Linked DNA regions of Triticum aestivum: region 1 is linked to region 2. A link is a contact called in public Hi-C data. All regions are on one chromosome and are shown on one strand. Each heading gives the region's core, a stretch centred on a gene start, on an enhancer-like site or on the middle of the called end of the contact. The rest is flanking DNA. Distances are from core to core; before and after follow the strand shown.

What was found. Hi-C and Micro-C count contacts between places; a contact is called where the count stands out from the background.
Region 1: a contact with region 2 is called in a Hi-C map of leaf, with 2.6 times the contacts expected there. The contact joins the promoter of LOC123059857 here to the promoter of LOC123057563 in region 2. A contact is called at or near these places in 2 of 5 Hi-C or Micro-C datasets (both in leaf) and 1 of 1 datasets of contacts at active chromatin or transcription factors (leaf).

Annotation. Positions count from the first base shown.
Region 1 is chr3A:13,804,856-13,809,137 of IWGSC CS RefSeq v2.1, forward strand. It overlaps LOC123059857 (eukaryotic translation initiation factor 3 subunit A), which reads right to left and starts at 2,300. Exons shown (of 14, transcript XM_044482384.1): 1 at 2,122-2,300; 2 at 1,820-1,900; 3 at 543-1,024; 4 at 1-146. The coding sequence starts at 1,865.
Region 2 is chr3A:13,587,730-13,591,937 of IWGSC CS RefSeq v2.1, forward strand. LOC123057563 (GDSL esterase/lipase ACHE) reads right to left here and starts at 2,606. Exons shown (of 2, transcript XM_044480508.1): 1 at 2,337-2,606; 2 at 1,163-2,252. The coding sequence starts at 2,577. The coding sequence ends at 1,327.

The DNA.
Region 1 (4,282 bases), core at 1,050-3,549, 220 kb after region 2:
TCGGGGGCAGTCAGATCAGGACGATCACGCTGGTCGCGATATTTGTTCAAATTTGCAAGATGGTTTCTAATGATCTCGCACAACCTACGGAACTCGGTGGATCTTTTATACTGCTTACAAAATTGAAAAGCCTTGTGCGCAGTCATCTGCATATTGAGAAGTCAATGGAAGATCAGCTGGTGAAAAGCATTTAGTAGACAATAATACAAAAGGTAAATAACAGTAGTTACATAATGCATTGGTAATGCTTTGTACAAAAGGAGCCAAATCGTTATTACTTCTTACAAATTAAGGAGAGTGCAAAAGAACCAGACAAGTTATCAAGTAAAAGAATAGTATGTTCATGGAACAAAGTCCATACTACAGGTTTCTTTTCATCAAAGGAAAGAAAAGGGTACCGATAGAGTGAATTGGTCAAGTATGTGCAGAAGGAATCAAATAGTTCATTTCATAAGATGTCCATGTAAAAGGACAGAACCAAAAAAATATAAGTACGTATTAAGTGACCACTAGGGTAATGGCAAGGCAGTAAAATAGCTTACAGCATATAGCGCTTCAAGCTTTGAATTATTTCTCAGTATCTCGAGCACTGTCCTGTATGTCTCCCACAGAAACTTGAACCATGGAGTGACAAACTCTCTGTCTGATCTGTCCTTGCCTTTTTCACCGCTCACATAACTGAGCATCAAGTCCTCCGGGCGCTTGTCAGCTTCAAGATCTTCGACATCCAGAGCATCTTCCAGTGCTTGTGCCTGATTCCTGGCTTCCTCAGCTTTCTCATTGGACAGCTGCATAAAGTGTTTTATGACCTCCTCCAGAGATGACACGTTGACTTGCTGGCAGACAATTCTGTACTGAATAAGGCCATCTTTGGCAAATCTGCCCTTCCTTAGATCTACACACAGCTCGACATACTTCATCATGATCTTCTCAAGAGGCTTTTGCCATGATCTGTATCTCTTTGATGTAATGAGATCATGCAGCGCCTGCAGCGCTGCCTGCTTTTGTCCAACATGTATCAACTCTGCAGTAAACCAAAGGTGGTAAACAGTGTGAAAATCATTTAGTAAAATATGAAAAAATTGCCCAAGATCTGCATATCAAGAGAAGCACTGTGACTACATTTTAGCGCGAGAAGTGTGTAATTCCCTTGAAACATCCTAATCAGTTCAGATAAAATGAAGCTTAAGGCACAAGTTCGCGGTTGCTGAACTGTGTTACGTTGTGCTTTATTTTATAATCAGTTGTGGAAACATATCCTTGAAACTAGTGATAAGTTGGTTAACCAAATACTAAAGTAGGCAAAAGCTGGTTGGAGGAACTGGATTATCATAATCAACCACAATGTCAAACGCAGCACAAGTCAACAGATATTGGGCTTTTGCATAGCTAAGTGGTCTTAGTGGAAAAGGGAATAAAAATGTACACAACAAAGAGAGCAACTTATCATACACTGAAATTCTCAGAAGCAGGTCAGGAACGTAGGCATAAGCACAAACGCCCAACCAGCCTATGAAATAAGCCAGAAGACCCAACCAAATTGCACATATAAATCCAGTACTTGTGACACAATCTAGCCTATGCAATATGGACTCGGTGAATCCAAATTAACTCAATTGTTTCAAATGTACCGCTCATGGATTCGTTATACATTTCGTGACCATGTGAGATTGATTGAACTAACAAATGGACCAGACAGTACAGCCCGTCGTCGCCCTAAGTTCCTGTGGGCATCACAGAGACACCACGGCAACAGAAATCGGAAACCACAGCAGATAAAATTGAGCGGCCGAACTGAGACAAGGTCCCGGTGACTCACCCTCCGCTCTCTTGAGCGCGTTCTCAGGCTTCGCGAAGGTCGCCATGGTCGGGGCGCGGGGTCTCCGGGGGCGATCTACTCCTGCATCCCAGCCACAAACAACAGAGGAAGCCGGATTAGCTCACGGATTCACGGCAAATCAACGGCGAAACATGCATCCAACGCCGGACTCCGACGAACGGCCGGTCCGATTGGGAAATCCCGGGAAAAAAATCGCCGAAAATGACGGAGGAGACACTATATCTGATGAGGTATGGAGGCAGGGGGCGGCGACGGCCGTCGGGGGTGGAGAGCGGGGGTACCTGTAGATCGCCGGAGACCGGGGGCGGAGGGCGGCGGAGACGGGGGCGCGGGAGAGGATCTGGAGGCGGAGGAGGGAGTGGATGTGGCGGCGGCGGGGAGGAGGTAGGGTTTATTAGGGTTGCGTGGGGTGCGAGCCGGGGTGATGAGGTGGAGAGAGGAAGAAGATGCGGGGGGGTGTTTGAGGAATTTTGTTCATGCCACGGCTCTCGGCGCCCGTTTCGCGGCCGTCCGATGGTGGGACGGGCGGCTGGGATCAGGTGGTGGCTCTCCCTGTCCCGTTCCAGAGGCTGTGCTGTCGCCAGCGGGACGGGGTAATTTGGCTGGAAGCAGGGGAGGTTTGACCAAAAGTCAGGGCCCAAGTTCGGTTTTTTTCTGAGTCCATGATCCGGCCTTTGTTCGAATGGGTCTATAGGACCAACAGCACGAATTTCAGCCCGGAAGCCCATTGTAACCCACGTAAAAAAAATGTGCGGCCTTATGAAATTTAAATCATAATGACGATTTCCCCTAAAAAAACACAAGTATGTTGTTTTTGCCTGCTAGTCTCGGGTTTGGTTCAGAATGATTGCTGGCTCAAAAAAATAAGATGACATGTTGCGCCTTTGGCGCAAAGACTAACTGAAGTGGATGATTCGGCCTTTGGCGCAAAGATTGATTGCGTCCATGATTCGGCGTTTGTTCGAATGGGTCCATGGGACCAGAAATGGATGCTTATCCTACCCAACAACACAAATTTTCCTTTTTCTTTAAACACCAATTTCAACCGGAAACCCATTGCAACCCATGTGCGTCCTAATGAAGTCTATAACATAATAATGATTTTCCACTAAAAAACACAATTACTATGTTTTTTATGCTTCAGAACCATTGTTGGCTCCAAAAAAGATATATGACCCGTTACGCCTTTGGCGCAAAGACCAATTGAAGCCAAGAATACAAGAAACTTATGAACAACATATTTTATGAATGATCCGCAAAGAGGCAAAAAAAGAATGTAACTAAGAACATAGACGAATTATTTGAAGGATGTTTTTATGTGAATTGTCAGGAAGTGATTATGTTTGTATTGCGTATTATTTGGCTTCTATTCGCTAACAACAGACAATGATGATCGTTGTACATGTCATTCTTTGGGTGATATAAAAGTCGTTGAGCTTGAGCAGGTGAACTGAAATTTTATTTTCATATTATAGTTGGGTAGATAGAAAACCCGACTGCCTCCTCCCTCGGCAAATAACCTAAATCATTAGAACCGGACACCCCTCCCCGAAACCACGTGAGCACAAGGAACCCAGGATAATTGACCAGACGATTGACGGATTAGGGAAGAGTGCGATCAGCGAGCACGTGCAGTGTACGTGTTAGCCAGCTTGGTCGCGGTGTCGAAAGGACGAGGAGACATGGTGAAATACGGCATCTAGGTAGCCGTAGCGGTCAAAGTTCGACAAACATCTCGAATCATGACGTCCGAGGAAAATACTCACCATTAGGTTGCTTCATCCTTACACTTAACGGTACCCAAACACTCTTACAAGAAGAGCAAGCAAGATTTTTGGCTCCATTAACGGAGAGTCTTATACAAACAGAGAGGTCTTTCACATTATCACACTTTATTATTGTATCTATCTTGCCTGGTTACTTTTATCTTTTTGCTTTGCTTGTATCTTTGCTTGCTTAGAAAAAATACCAAAAACGTCTTTAATTGCTGATCATGTTCTTGCTGCAAAACATGTCTACTACCGAGAATACAAAGTTTTATGATTTTACTAATACCAATAATAATGATTTTATTATTACTCCTATTGCTACTCCCGCCACTAGTCCAAAGTCATATGAATTAAACCTGCTATGTTAAATCTTGTTATGAAACAACAGTTTTCTGAAAATTATAATGAAGATGTTGCTGCTCGTCTTAATAATTTTGTTGAACTTTGTGATATGAAAATATAAAGATATAGACAATGATGATATTACAAAACTGAAATTATTTCCTTTCTCCATAAGAGATAGAGCTAATAAATGATTATTGTATTTGCCTACAAATAGCATTAGTCAAAAATGTAAAAACACCTTTATTGGAAAGTATTATCTTCCTGCAAAAATTATTTATTTGAGAAATCATACTATGAAGTTTAAACAACTTGATCAAAAACATGTTTG
Region 2 (4,208 bases), core at 1,356-3,855:
TGCCCCCCTAGCGCTGGCCACGCCGGCCGCGTCAGCCACCCCTCTCCATGTGGTGGACACCCGCTAAACATAACCACCACACCGTCCCATTTCTTTTCGGGTTTCCGATCATGGCACTTCCAGACCTCAACTTTCAGGTTTGGTTGGATTTTGAAGACAATTTGTGCTCGAGCAGGGTTGGTCGTTCGGGATTCTTTTTGGTGGCTTAATTTTCTAGACCAAAAAATTGTCTCAATGTTGACTCAGTTGGTCTGATCCTTAATCTTGCTTCAGAGGAAATGCTATTCGTTTCAAAGTGTCTTTCCTTAGAAACTGGTGTTTCAAGTTCTTTATCTCCTCAAAAGATGTGGGTTTATCCATCTACAATGGTGGATATATTGCAAATACCACATTCAATCTTCATTTATATCTTTGGTTATATGGTAGCTCAAATTTTCAAAAGGAATTTGAACTATATTGCTGGAACAGGAGGCTAAATGGACCACGGTCTCCAAATCGAAGAAACATGGTAAACCTTTTGCAGATGCGGTTCTTCTCAGTTTTTTGTGAATTTTTATCGTGATTATTCAAAGAGGTTTTCCTTGGATCATCGTCAATCTTGGTATTCTTCAGCTTTTAATTTGCCCGAATTACCAAATACTACCTCCGTCCTGGTTTATTAGTTTCCATTGTATTTTGTGTCAAAATTTGACAATCAATTAACTAACAAAATGTTCATGCATGTCACAAAAATTTGTATTATTGAAAACTATGTTTAAATACGAATTCAACGGTATAATTTTTGTTAACATGCATTAAAATTTTGTTAGTTAAATATTTGATCAAAATTTTGTACAAATTACAAAGGGAGCCAATAAATCAGGACGAAGGTAGTAATATGGTAACGGTAGAGCCTTCAAAGAGAATTAACAAGACGGGATCTCAGAAGGTTCAATATTTCAAATCTGGCAATAAAGATCTTCCTGGCCCAACATGAGGTCAAAGCCATTTTGTGTGTGATGTCTAATGGTGGGCCATTTCGGCCTGAATGCAGGATTTTACGAGATGGGCACGTGTGGCAAGTTCCCGCTGGTTTATGTCCTAAAAAAAAGGTTCCCGCTGGTTTATGTCCTAAAGAAAAAGTTCCCGCTGGTTTATGTCCTAAAAAAAAAGTTCCCGCTGGTTTAAGAAAGCTCCACCTTATTCGTAGATTTTTTTTACATGACTTATACACTGCAGATTTTATTTGGAGTACGGATACTCACTGCAGATTTTATTGTAACAACAGTACGGGTGCATAGAAAAAAATCCTAGCTACATCCGCAGCCTAATTAACGAACGTCATGCTCATTGCCGTTTGCCCTGGCAGGCCCGCCGCAGAGGCACGGGAGGGTCGGAGAGCGCGCCATCCACGATCTGATCGAAGACGAACTTGTTGGCCGCCTCGGTGAAGTGCACGCCGTCCCAGCTCACGCTCCTGGACGGGTCCTTGCACGACTTCCCCGCCAGCGCCGACGTGCCGTTCGCCTGCACCTTATCGCCGCACCGGATGTCCCTGTCGAAGTTGTACTCGCCGCCACCGTACCCGCAGCACACGCGCAGGGGGTCCCCGAAACCGAGCTTCTTGGCCTGGCTTATCAGCCTGTACTTGGCGGCATAGATGTCAACGTAGGTGAAGGCGGCGCCGGGGAGCGTCGCCCTGAGCCTCGCCACGGTCTCCTTGAGCCGCGCGTTGAAGAACCGGGCGCCGGCGTTGAGCGCGACCGAGCAGCCGGCGGCGTCCTTCTCCGCGGCGAGGTCCGGGCGGAAGACCAAGGCGTACGGCAGGCACCCGAGCGGCGCCGTGTTGTGCACCCAGAAGTATCTCCCACCAAGGTCGTACACGGCCTGGATCGCGGACGAGATCCTCTCCATTAGATCGGGGACGTAGGCCGCGACTTGCTCGGTGGTCATGTTGTCGAAGTAGCCCACGGTGAGGTCGTTCTGGCCGATGTCGAAGGTGTAAAGCGCCTTGGAGACCAGGTGCTCTGGGTTCGGCAGGATCTCCCGGTAGATTCCACCTATGTTGTTGTAGATGAACTGGCTCCTGTTGATGAACTGCTGCAATTGCCAGATCTGGACGTCCAAGGAAATGGGGCTGTACCCGGAGGTCCACAAGCTCCCGTTCACCCGTCTGATGGTTCCGGCGGCACTGGCGAAATTGGCTCCCTGCGTGAAGTTGCTCCCGAGTGAATCCAGATACGCACTCAGGTAACGTAGCCCCAGGCTTTCAGCTGCAATAGAAAAATCTATAGTTTTGAGTTGTTTGCTCAGAAAAAAGCTGCTACGCTTGAGATGTTGTGGATAGACGTACGTACCCATGAAGTCGATGGTGAGGCGTCCGTCGCTTTGCCGCCCGGCCGGCATGCCGAAGAAGGTCCGGCCGTAGGGCGGCTGCACCGCCGGGAAGAGGGCTGGGAAGGCTCCCGTGTCCGAGTTGGAGTCACCGAGGTTGAAGATCGCCGGGAAGGCACACGGCGAATCATCGGAGCGCGCCCCCGCCCCCGCGGAGAGTTCTAGCATCACCAGCAACACGGCGGGCATGAGTTTGGTCGCCATGGTAGTGCAACGTTGAGCTGAAGCCGTTTAATTCCAGCCGCTCGTCCGGTGGTGCGAAAATGATTTATACTACACGCTGGCCGGCTGGTCAGAGTCCAGCATCCGTGTTGATCTTCTGCTCCGACGCGGCAGCGATTTTCCTGCTACCAGAATATTAAGTGTCACATGCATTACTGTTGGGCTGGTCCGGTTTTTTCCTTTTCTTTTTAAGAAATGGGATGGGAGTGGTCAGAATTCATACACGCCGGCACCGGCAGGTCGTCGGAGTCCAGCACCCGTGTTGGACTGCTGCTCCGACGTGATCCTATTTCCTAAAGAGATCGAAGGGCAGAGAAGATTCAGCCAGGATAGCTGCGTACGTCTTGCTGACAAGTATGCACCACCCGAGTCATATCCAGAGAGTGACGGGACTATCACCGTGTGTACGTGGCAGGCAGGTTAGGACAAGCAACTAGGCGTGCTTTACCCGTGATTGCTCTCTAGTACAGTATTCGACGTTTAATTCCACGATGATGTGGCCAAAACCGTCATTACTTCTGCCTGAGAGATTGCGCAGAACAAAGAAAAAGAATAGGCGTGATGTAAGAAAAATATTGAATTCAAGAAAGAAGAAGGAAGAGAAAGAAGCATCATTTTTTTCATAAATATAAATTGTGAAGGCTTCTTTGCATATAATATGAACGTATGCAAGTTTCATAAACTTTGGTGAAGTTTGAACCCTAAAATAAATTCATAACCTAAAACTTAGAAACATGATGAATGTTAAAGGCGATCTAAATAATTTCTTATACCCATAATATGATGCAGAAAAGACTCATATATTTGCAGAAGAAAGTGCTCGATCTTTCGATTCAGGAGTCTAGACTTCATCGCGGCAAACTTCGCCTCGCTTCGGCTGCTTGCCTCTCATCTCTCCTCCCTTCAACTGACGGCCTCCCTTGCTTACATTGCCAAGACAAGGAATGCAACGGCAAGGAGAAACTTCGCTCAACAAATCGGGGCCAAAGGGCAAGGCGCTACCGGAAAACGGCTCTACGCCGACGGCCAAAACTATCGACGGCTGCCGTCGGCCTACTTGGATCTATGCCGACAGCCTAGTCCTGGCCGTCGGCTTATCCTGGCCGTCGGGCTACCCCTATCTACGCCGATGGCAACCGTCGGCACAGATCAGCCATCGACCTAGATTAATAAACGCCAACAGCGGCCGTCGGCATAAGTCAGCCGTCGGCGTACATGTGGGCCCGGCGACCCCGCCCGTGACCAGCGGCTAACGGCGTCAAAGCTATGCCGACGGTCGGGATAGGCGGCCGTCGGCATACCTCCGCACGCCACGTCACTGATCCGCGGCATAGATATGCCGACGGCAGCCGTCAGCATAGGCAACACGTCATCGATCCGTGGCACGACGCCCGCCTAAACCCAGCCGTATCTATGCCGACGGCAATGGCGTCGGCATAGTTATTTTTTTTACATGTGTTTTTTTACATATGTTTTTATGCTTTTTTAGATATGCTTTTATGCTTTTTTACATATGTTTTTATGCTTTTTTATGTATCATATGAATATATGTGTAGTTTGTAATTTTTTTCATAGATTATGAATATATATATAGTTTGTATTTTTTTCGAGCA